Regions from separate parts of the Sus scrofa genome. Here all the other regions are linked to region 2. Evidence: chromatin contacts called from public HiChIP or PLAC-seq data. All regions are on one chromosome and are shown on one strand. Each heading gives the region's core, a stretch centred on a gene start, on an enhancer-like site or on the middle of the called end of the contact. The rest is flanking DNA. Distances are from core to core; before and after follow the strand shown. Region 1 has its middle 15 kb from the start of CYR61. Region 2 overlaps DDAH1 (N(G),N(G)-dimethylarginine dimethylaminohydrolase 1). Region 3 has its middle 41 kb from the start of CYR61.

Region 1 (2,797 bases), core at 240-2,739, 190 kb before region 2:
AGACATTCTTCAGTCTTTGTGTTCATGGAAGACCTTCTAAGGGTGGCACTGTCTGGGCATCAGAAGTCCTGATGGCACCTCCTATCTGTTTGGGAACTTGTCCAAGTTGCGTAACTAACTGGTCAACCCATTTTCCACGGACGGGAAGCAACGACCTGCCTCAAACTGATGTATTTGTTTTGACTCATTTGAACCAAATGCACTTTCCTTGGTTTTCACGTTACACTGTAACACTGAGGGTGTTAGTTTTGCTGTAATAAGAGATCACAGATGGGCAACTTAAATGACAGAAATTTATTTTCTTACAGTTATGGGGGCTAAAAGTCCAAGATCAATGTGTTGGCAGGGCTGACTTCTAAGGTGTCTTCCCATGGCTTGCAGATGGCATGGGTCCCGGTGTGCACACGTGCATGTGGTCCATTTCTCCTCGGGAAGACACCAGCAGGCTGGGTGACCGTAGTTGGACTGCCACAAAGACCTCATCTTAACTTCAGTACCTCTTTGAGACGGTGTTTCTAAATACAGTCGCATGAGGAAGGACTGGGCTTAGGACGTCAACCCATGGATTTTGAGGGATACAACTCAGGCCACAATAGTAAGTTTAGCCCTTCCTTCAAATTCTTCGTGGATACAGCAGAGGCAGAAGACCCATTTCTTCACTCCGTGAGCATCAAGCCTGCATCCCCAAGTGCCTGATGTTGAGTGTGGCTCTCACTTAAGGGCAGTTTGGCCTGAGACGAGACACCTGTCACCTCTCTACACTTCCGTATCCTCATCTCTGAAACGGGGACGTTACAGGCACCTGTCTCATGGGTTCATTGAAAGCATTCAGTGATTTAATTTATGCAGATCTTGTGGAACAGTGCTTGTCACAGAGCCGTGTTCAATAAAGTTTAGCTGTTGTTGTCTCAAATGGTCTCATTCATGCGGCCATCTAGTTAACACCGTCTTGACACAGAGAGTACAGTGTGAACACAGAGATGCCTTCTTCACAGAGGAGGGATTTCTTCCCCCCTGGACCTATGTGTCGTTCTTATGTTTGACACAAGGGGACTTCTGTTTTCCTTTTTAAGATTCTGTGTAGAAATGCTTTGCTGAGGGACGCTGAGCAGTTGAAGGGCTTTGATCTCTTTGCTCTTCCATCATGACAGGCGTGGATTCTCATACGGTTTGTAGATTTAGGGAGAGGTCAAGGCTGAAGAAAATTAAAGTGACAAGTCCTCAGCTTATGGTTGTCCCTCTTTTCTCGCCCCTTCAACAATACACACACCCACATTTGTACCCCTTTATCTGTGCTGGACACATTTTCAAAACCCACGTGCCCAGACTGTCCCCCTGGAGAATGCTGTCTGGTGTGGTTGCCGTGATCTGCCACGTTCAGCGGTCCTAGAATGCGTCGCCGACTAAAAATAGGGGTGATGTATGTGTCCTCTGTACACCAGCTCCTCACCCTCATGTAGGAACATGTGCTTTGGGGCCTTTTTCAAGCAAAGGCTTGTGCTGACCGACCTCATCCATTAATCCTAGCCGTAGTAATACTTCGGGTAGGAATAGGATCCCAAAATAACCACCAGGAGACGCGTGTCATGAAAGGTCATGGCACGGGGCAAAGGATGTTGGCAGACGAGCTCTAAAAATAGGGAGCAAGAGATCAAAGAACCAGCAGCACGGAGGCACCTTTTTTGGCTTTGATTCACAAGGGGGGGTGGCGTCCCCAGCCCGCTCCCGCTCCTACTCCACCTGCCAGCACCCCGGGCTGACCTCGGGGGTGGGAGGACGGGAGCACATTCTTCTGACCTGAGTGCTGACTGCCTTTACATCATTTGGGTGACAGGTGTATGGATACGACATGCTTAAAACGTGTCAAGGAAACGGCATTTTGGAGAATGTTACCCTACTGCCATGGTCCTGATATTACAGGGAAGGGCAAACATTTCTGAGCAAGAATATTTAACTTCAGCTTTCTTTTGGACCAGATCTTTAGGTTTTACCAGCCAAAGTTGACGTGTCATTGTCTCCTGACCTGGTGCCCCATGACTGAGTGTTTGCAAGGCTCAGGACGAATTTTAGATGCACACACAACAGACGGGGTCCCCAGGTTCAGCCCTGTCAGACCCCAGCAGCCCCTCAGTATGTTCTGTGGGCGTGAGGCATCTGGCGACAGTGGAAGGAACTGATATTTTCCAGGTGATAGCCAATGTTCTCTATCATTAAGTAGAGCTTTGATGATAATGAGGCAGGCAGACTAAGACATTAAAAACATAGACCTCTTGAATGAATTTGGGAAGATGTATGTGTGTGTGTGTGTGTGTGTGTGGAAGGGGGAGTGTTTTCTAATCCCACAAACTAGAGAATAAGGAACCCTGAGATGAATCCTATCATCTCTCTCAAAATCGGTTTCCTCAGCAGTAAAATAAGCTTCCTGACACCTGCTCCGAGACGATAAATGTACAGAAGTGCTTGCAGACCCACCATGCAGGGCCGTACTGGTGGGCGTTCCTCTTAAATCACACAGTTGTTCAAGAACTAGTTTGCGCGACCCAGTGGAATCCACCCTTCCCTCTTCGAAAAGGCCTCCTCGCATTCCTTCCAAGACGACTGACTTCCCTGCCAAGTGTGAGGTCTGGTGCCAGACACCCAGAAGCACCCAAACGTGAGTCATACCCTGCTCTCAGGGACCAAGGAGGCAGGGAAACCTCTGGGGGACGCGCGGACGGCGCAGTTGGGGGTCCGCCCACGTTTAAAAGGGGGGTTGGCAGCCCTTCTTCCATCCCGTGGCACGAACGTGTTGGCTATA
Region 2 (2,700 bases), core at 13-2,512:
TATGCTGCAGGTGCGGCCTTAAAAAGAAAGAGAGAGAGAGAGAGAGAGGCCACAGATGCGTGTGAAGCTCGGCTTCTTGAGCCTCATAGAGCAGTACTCCCTGAGAGCATCTCTGTGAAAGATGTGGTCGCAGGCGCAGGGACACTGAGATGGATGAGGAACAGGACAGGGTCCAGGGTGACATCAAGCAAAGTCTTGAGTGGCACAGGGTCCTGGTGGAGGTGGTGGGAGTTTGAGGAGGGCGTGATCCCAGGGGCGGGAGTCAAAGTCTGAGTGATCCAGGATGACCAGCAAGCCGGGGACGCCCAGGGACACCAGACAGGACAATGGGGGATCTATCTTATAGCCAACAGACGATGGCTGGGACAGGGGGTGCGTGCGGGGAGAGAAGGAGGCAAGGCCGAAGAAGTGAGTGGGGCTGGTCCCCACTCAAAGGAATTGGGGTCTTCTTATCTGAAGGCTGTGGGGAGCCGCTCACAGTTTCTCAGCAAATTATAAAAGGGGAGATTTCAGCAAGAGCTCTCTGACGTTGTGCCTAGAATGACTAACAGGAAGGAAGATTCGGACTAAGAAAACTCGTTAGATACCATGACACGGTCCGGGAATAAAGGCGAGGAGGCCTGGACCAGGGGAAGCAGCCCGCGGCCGTGGGGTGTGGGGTGCAGGGGGTGAGTTCTACTTAGAGGAGCAACGCAGCTGATGAGTCTGGAAGGTGGGAGGGAGAGGGAGCGGGTCGGCCCTTGGGCGGATAATCACAGCACTGCTGTTCTGTGCCAGGCACTGTTCCGGGCCCCAGGGGACGAGGATCGAGACGGTCCTTCAGAAATGGCTCCCAGATGGGGTGCCTTTGGTGGAATTCTCAGGAAAGAGCTCAAGCCCCCCTGTCCCCGTGAATTGGGTTCCCTCCCACACAGGCACAGACCGTGGGCAGAAGGCGTTGCTGGCTTTCACTGACCTAGGTTCGCATTTTGAGAGTTGAGCTGCCCTCGGACAGCTCCTGCTGCCAGCAGCTCTGGTGACCTCCGACGTGCAGGCCGGTGAGGCTCCAACGGGGTTGGCTCCCGTTTCAGTTTCCATTGGCAGAGGCTCATCTGAACTGGGAGTCTCTGTCCTTTACCCTTTCCCATTTATGTTTTATTATCTTTAGCTACTCGCTCTCAAAGCACAGGAAAAAAACCTCTTGAACATTTGCATGCTCCCATCTCGGGCAGTGTCCTGTTGTTTCTTGGCTGAACGGAGCTGGCAGAAGAAACCCAGGATGGTTTCTGCCTCATGGGCTGCAGCTGTCCATCGCAGCATGACCTGTGTGACACTCTGGCCAGGCCAACACCAGTGCCCAGTGCCCTTGATGTCGAAGGGATTAGGGACATGTGTCCGCTGAGCTGCAGGCAGGATGGCTGGGGCGGGGCTGCTGTTTCTCCCTGGACACCGCGTGTATTAAATGCCTGGGTGTGGATGAGTATCCTATTGCTGGGCCGAAGGCTAATAAAGCATATGGTAAAACGTAGCCCCCGAAGTGGAAGTGACATTTGACCTTCAAGTTGTTCTCCAGCTTCTGGGGAAGACACCCACGCTGTAGGTACGGCACTGCGACAGGGTCCTCCTTAGAAATAACGACGTGCAAGAGAAGCAGATTGAAAGTAAACTGCCGGGGGAGGGTCGATCAGGCGTTTGGGGTTAAAATATACGCACTACTGTGCATAAAGCAGATAGCTGGCGAGGACTGCTGTGGAGCACAGGGAACTCTACTCAGTGTTCTGTAATAACCGGGAAGGGAAGAGAATCTGAGTGTGCCGGGGAAGGGAAGAGAATCTGAGTGTGCCGGGGAATCCCTTTGCTGTACATCTGAAATAAGCACAACATTGTAAATCAGCTGTGTTTCAACTTTTAAAATTTTAATTGTTAAAACAAAAAAGTACATTTGCCGTCACCTTCCTGCAAAAACCGTTCCAGGATTACTTCTCTGCTCGTAAGAATCACTGTTTCTCCTTGTTTTCCTCTTTCAAAATGTCACGTTAGTCCAGCAATCTTTAAGAATATTTCTAAATCTGTGTTTCATTTCTGGTCACTGCTGTACTTGCCTCGGTATCACTCAAACACTTTCTGCCTACAGATGTAAAAAGCTTGGAGGGAGGTGACAACAAGCCACTGGAGATAGGTGACAACAAGCCATTCCCTTTTATCTCTTTTTGAAGTGGGACCAAGTTCAACGCTGTGACCGTATGTCCAGAGATGACTCTTGGTACAGAGTCTCAAAAGGGAAAAGCTAATTAGGAGCTACATGAAAGGTGTCTGTTACATTCTGTGCACATTTTCTTTTTTTATGATTTTCATTTTTTCCATTAAAGTTGATTTACATTCTGTTACATTTTTATCTTTTCCATTAAAGCTGATGTGCAGTGTTCTATCAATTTCTACTCCACAGCAAAGTGACCCAGTTTTATATATATGTGTGTGTATTTTTCTTTTTCTCACATTATCCTCCCTCCCGTTCCACCACAGGTGACTGGATATAGTTCCTGTGCACACTTTCTAATCTTTCGTGTCTTTTCCCGTCCACACCCTGGCAAGTAATAAGAGCCCACTGTAGATGAGCTCCTAGCAGCGGTAACATCACTAAGAGTAAAAAGACTTTTGAGGTGTGAACATCATGCTAATTTAATGTGAAGAGTCCAAGTCAGTGGTTCGCGAGTGTTCTCG
Region 3 (2,764 bases), core at 172-2,671, 160 kb before region 2:
CTGCCTGCGGCCTTTCGATAATCTACAGTGAGCCGGTGCAAGTCTGCTACGGTAAAGTCTGGACTTCACCCTTAACTTCTGTTCTATTAAATATCTTCACCATTTCTAAAAAAACCCCACAAAAACTGGAGGGCCTGTGGGTGGGAGGGCTAACAAAAGAAGAGGGCTCCATTTTCAAGCTTGGAAGGTTATGATAACACTATTTGAAAAGAAAGGGGTTACATGACTTACTTTTCAAATGTTCACATTCTCCAGATTTATGACAACATAGTAATAATGATCATACCGCATGGGGTCAAAGATAAGGTCCTTTTATTAGCACTCCTGCCTCTCCTTGAATCATTTCAGGCACCCATATTGTTACAGTATAACATTTTATTTTCCTTAATAGAATTACAAAACTATTTAAAAATCCAGGTAAAACAATGTTTCTCAAATTGCAGGTCCTGACCCATGAGCGGGTAGGGAAATTAATAAAATGAGTCATGATGATATTTTATACAAGGGAAAAAATAGGACGGAAAAACCCCAGAGTGTATCAGACTTTGAAAAGGTCGGTTTTGTCTCTCATGCATACTCATCTATGTATATAAACCGCGCCTAAACACGTGCATGTGCCAGATCGGGAAGTTTAAATGTATTTCTTCCTGTGAAGGGCAGATGAAAAGTCTGAGAAATCCCAAGAGAGAGAGAATATTCACGATAAAAAGTTAAGAAACAAGACCGTGCTATTCTACCCGCTAAATATGATTTTCCATGTTAAGTGTCTTTATTAAAGCTGGGTGCTCCTCCTTAGCAAAGTGACAGTTCTAAAAAACAAAAGAGGCGTTCAGGCAAAATACATTCATATACATGTATGTGTATGTGCATATGCTTACCTATAAATACAGTGTTTAAGCCTTTAAATATATTTAAAACCTTTAAAATATAATTAGAACTTCCCACCCTATGAATAACCACTGCAGAGAACATAAAATCAAGGGTGCAGTTGTGCTGGTGTTTAGCGGTGTTCACTCCTTCATATGCCGAGCTAAACAGAATCCAAAAAAATGCGCATGTAGTTGCTATTTTTTAAGCTGAAAATTCACAGCCCGTTTAACACCTACCCTCTCGTTAGCCTGGGACTATAGTAGCTGGTCCGTGTGATGCAGCTGGAATCGGGAGAGAAACTCCCATGCCGCATTTCGCGGTTGAGAAGAGACCCCCTCCTCCCGCATCTTGGTGAGTTTCCCCGACTGCACCCCGATGGAAGGGGTCCTGCTGACCCTCACGAGCAAGGCTGCTCAGGGACCACCAGGCTTCCCGGACTCGGGCCTAAAAACATTCCAGACATTCCTCACCACAACTTCCTCAAAAGGCTGGCTTCCCAGGAGGGCAGGGGCACAGCGTGCGGGGTCACGGCCGCGGCAGCAGCGGCCTCTGTTCTCAGAGGCGCGCTTCGCTGAGCGGAGCGGGGGCCCAGCCCACGCGCCCTCAGAGGCGAGTGAGGACGTCGCGGTCCCCGCAAAGAGGAGGCTGTCCGTGCGGCCGACCTTCCCGCAGCTCGGAGAGAAGGTCGGTGTCTTGGTGTGTGGCGTGTTTTCTTTGGAAAGAGGCAAATGGAGTCGGATGAAGTTTCCTATAGCAAAGCCTCGGCCCCTCAAATCCGAGAGTCTCAACGTTGCTTTTAACGAACTCTTTTTAGTTGCCTTTCTTATGCAAATAATGGCAGGATGTGCCATTGCCCTCTTTTTCCCTATTAATGTTTCCAATTCTGCCAATTTCCTCTGCCCGTCTCTCCTTTTGCTTCTCAAACACGTCATTTAAAGCCCCGCTTCTCTTTCTGGACTAGACCGTATTGACAGCCACCTCCCAGGGCTGGAGGTTTTCGTGAAGGAGCACATGGAAATCAGGAGCTTTGCAGGTAGAACTGGGTCCCGTCGCGCTCTTTCTGGCCCATGGGCTATTCGCTGCCAACCTCAGGGGTCTGGTTTGCCTGGGATTCTCCTCATGCTCTTCTTCCAGCTCAGCCCCACCCTGGTGTCCACGTTCCTGGGTAAAGAGCCAAACCCAGCGTCTTTCTCAGAACCGCAAAACCCCAGTGCAAGGTCTTAGGCACAGTTCACACTCCGTGACGTAGGAGGTCTTGGCCAAGGGTTACACACTGGACTGGATGATCTGACCAGTGGAGTCTGTCCTCAGGCCCTCTTCTTTCTCAGTGACCCATGAGACACTGCAGAAGTCACAGGAGCTCTATATCTGGCAGGTGACTGACTGCCGATGAAATGCGACTCGGCGCCCAGGGGCTGGTCACGGAACAAGATGGTTAAGAAGCTAAGGGATCATCTCACACCCCAAAAGTGCAGTGTGGAAGCTGGAAGGAAAGCTCTTAGCCTCAGCGATGGGCATTTTTCTCTCCCTCTGTGTAGCTGTGGGCTGGGGTTGGTGGCAAGTGTTGCTGAAATGAGAAGAGGGGCTGTGCTGCACCTGCAGCATGTATAGGACTTAATTTCCTTAGCCTTTGTTGTCTTACCTGTTGGTCACTTTTCTGGTTCGTTTAATCAGAGACCTTTTGACTTTGAAATCTGTGGCAGAATTTTCTTTTTTTAAAAATTGCCGTATAGCTGTGGTACAATATTATATGTCACAGGTTTGTACAAACGGTAATTCATAGTTTTTAAAGGTTATATTCCATTTATAGTTATTATAAAACATAATAATATATATTATAAAATATTATAAACTATTTCAAATGCCAGCTCTGAAACAGAGACACCCACCTAGA

What was found. HiChIP or PLAC-seq counts read pairs in DNA pulled down with a chosen protein or histone mark.
Region 1: a contact with region 2 is called in an H3K27ac HiChIP or PLAC-seq map of skeletal muscle. The contact joins two enhancer-like sites. A contact is called at or near these places in 2 of 47 Hi-C or Micro-C datasets (embryonic fibroblasts and fetal heart ventricle) and 1 of 2 datasets of contacts at active chromatin or transcription factors (skeletal muscle).
Region 3: an H3K27ac HiChIP or PLAC-seq map of skeletal muscle shows a contact between it and region 2. The contact joins two enhancer-like sites. A contact is called at or near these places in 1 of 47 Hi-C or Micro-C datasets (skeletal muscle) and 1 of 2 datasets of contacts at active chromatin or transcription factors (skeletal muscle).

Annotation. Positions count from the first base shown.
Region 1 is chr4:130,408,657-130,411,453 of Sscrofa11.1, forward strand. It overlaps a transcript of ZNHIT6 not described here. Among named protein-coding and RNA genes, the nearest start is that of CYR61, 15 kb to the left of the region's middle. Within about 2 kb of position 1,490, at least 3 of the 83 cell types and tissues checked have an H3K27ac peak or open chromatin away from gene starts, as enhancers often do. A contact at or near this core is called in skeletal muscle, where this site is marked.
Region 2 is chr4:130,595,644-130,598,343 of Sscrofa11.1, forward strand. The region is part of intron 4 of DDAH1 (N(G),N(G)-dimethylarginine dimethylaminohydrolase 1); the gene reads left to right. Among named protein-coding and RNA genes, the nearest start is that of BCL10, 48 kb to the right of the region's middle. Within about 2 kb of position 1,263, at least 12 of the 83 cell types and tissues checked have an H3K27ac peak or open chromatin away from gene starts, as enhancers often do. A contact at or near this core is called in skeletal muscle, where this site is marked.
Region 3 is chr4:130,435,205-130,437,968 of Sscrofa11.1, forward strand. No RefSeq gene overlaps it. Among named protein-coding and RNA genes, the nearest start is that of CYR61, 41 kb to the left of the region's middle. Within about 2 kb of position 1,422, at least 9 of the 83 cell types and tissues checked have an H3K27ac peak or open chromatin away from gene starts, as enhancers often do. A contact at or near this core is called in skeletal muscle, where this site is marked.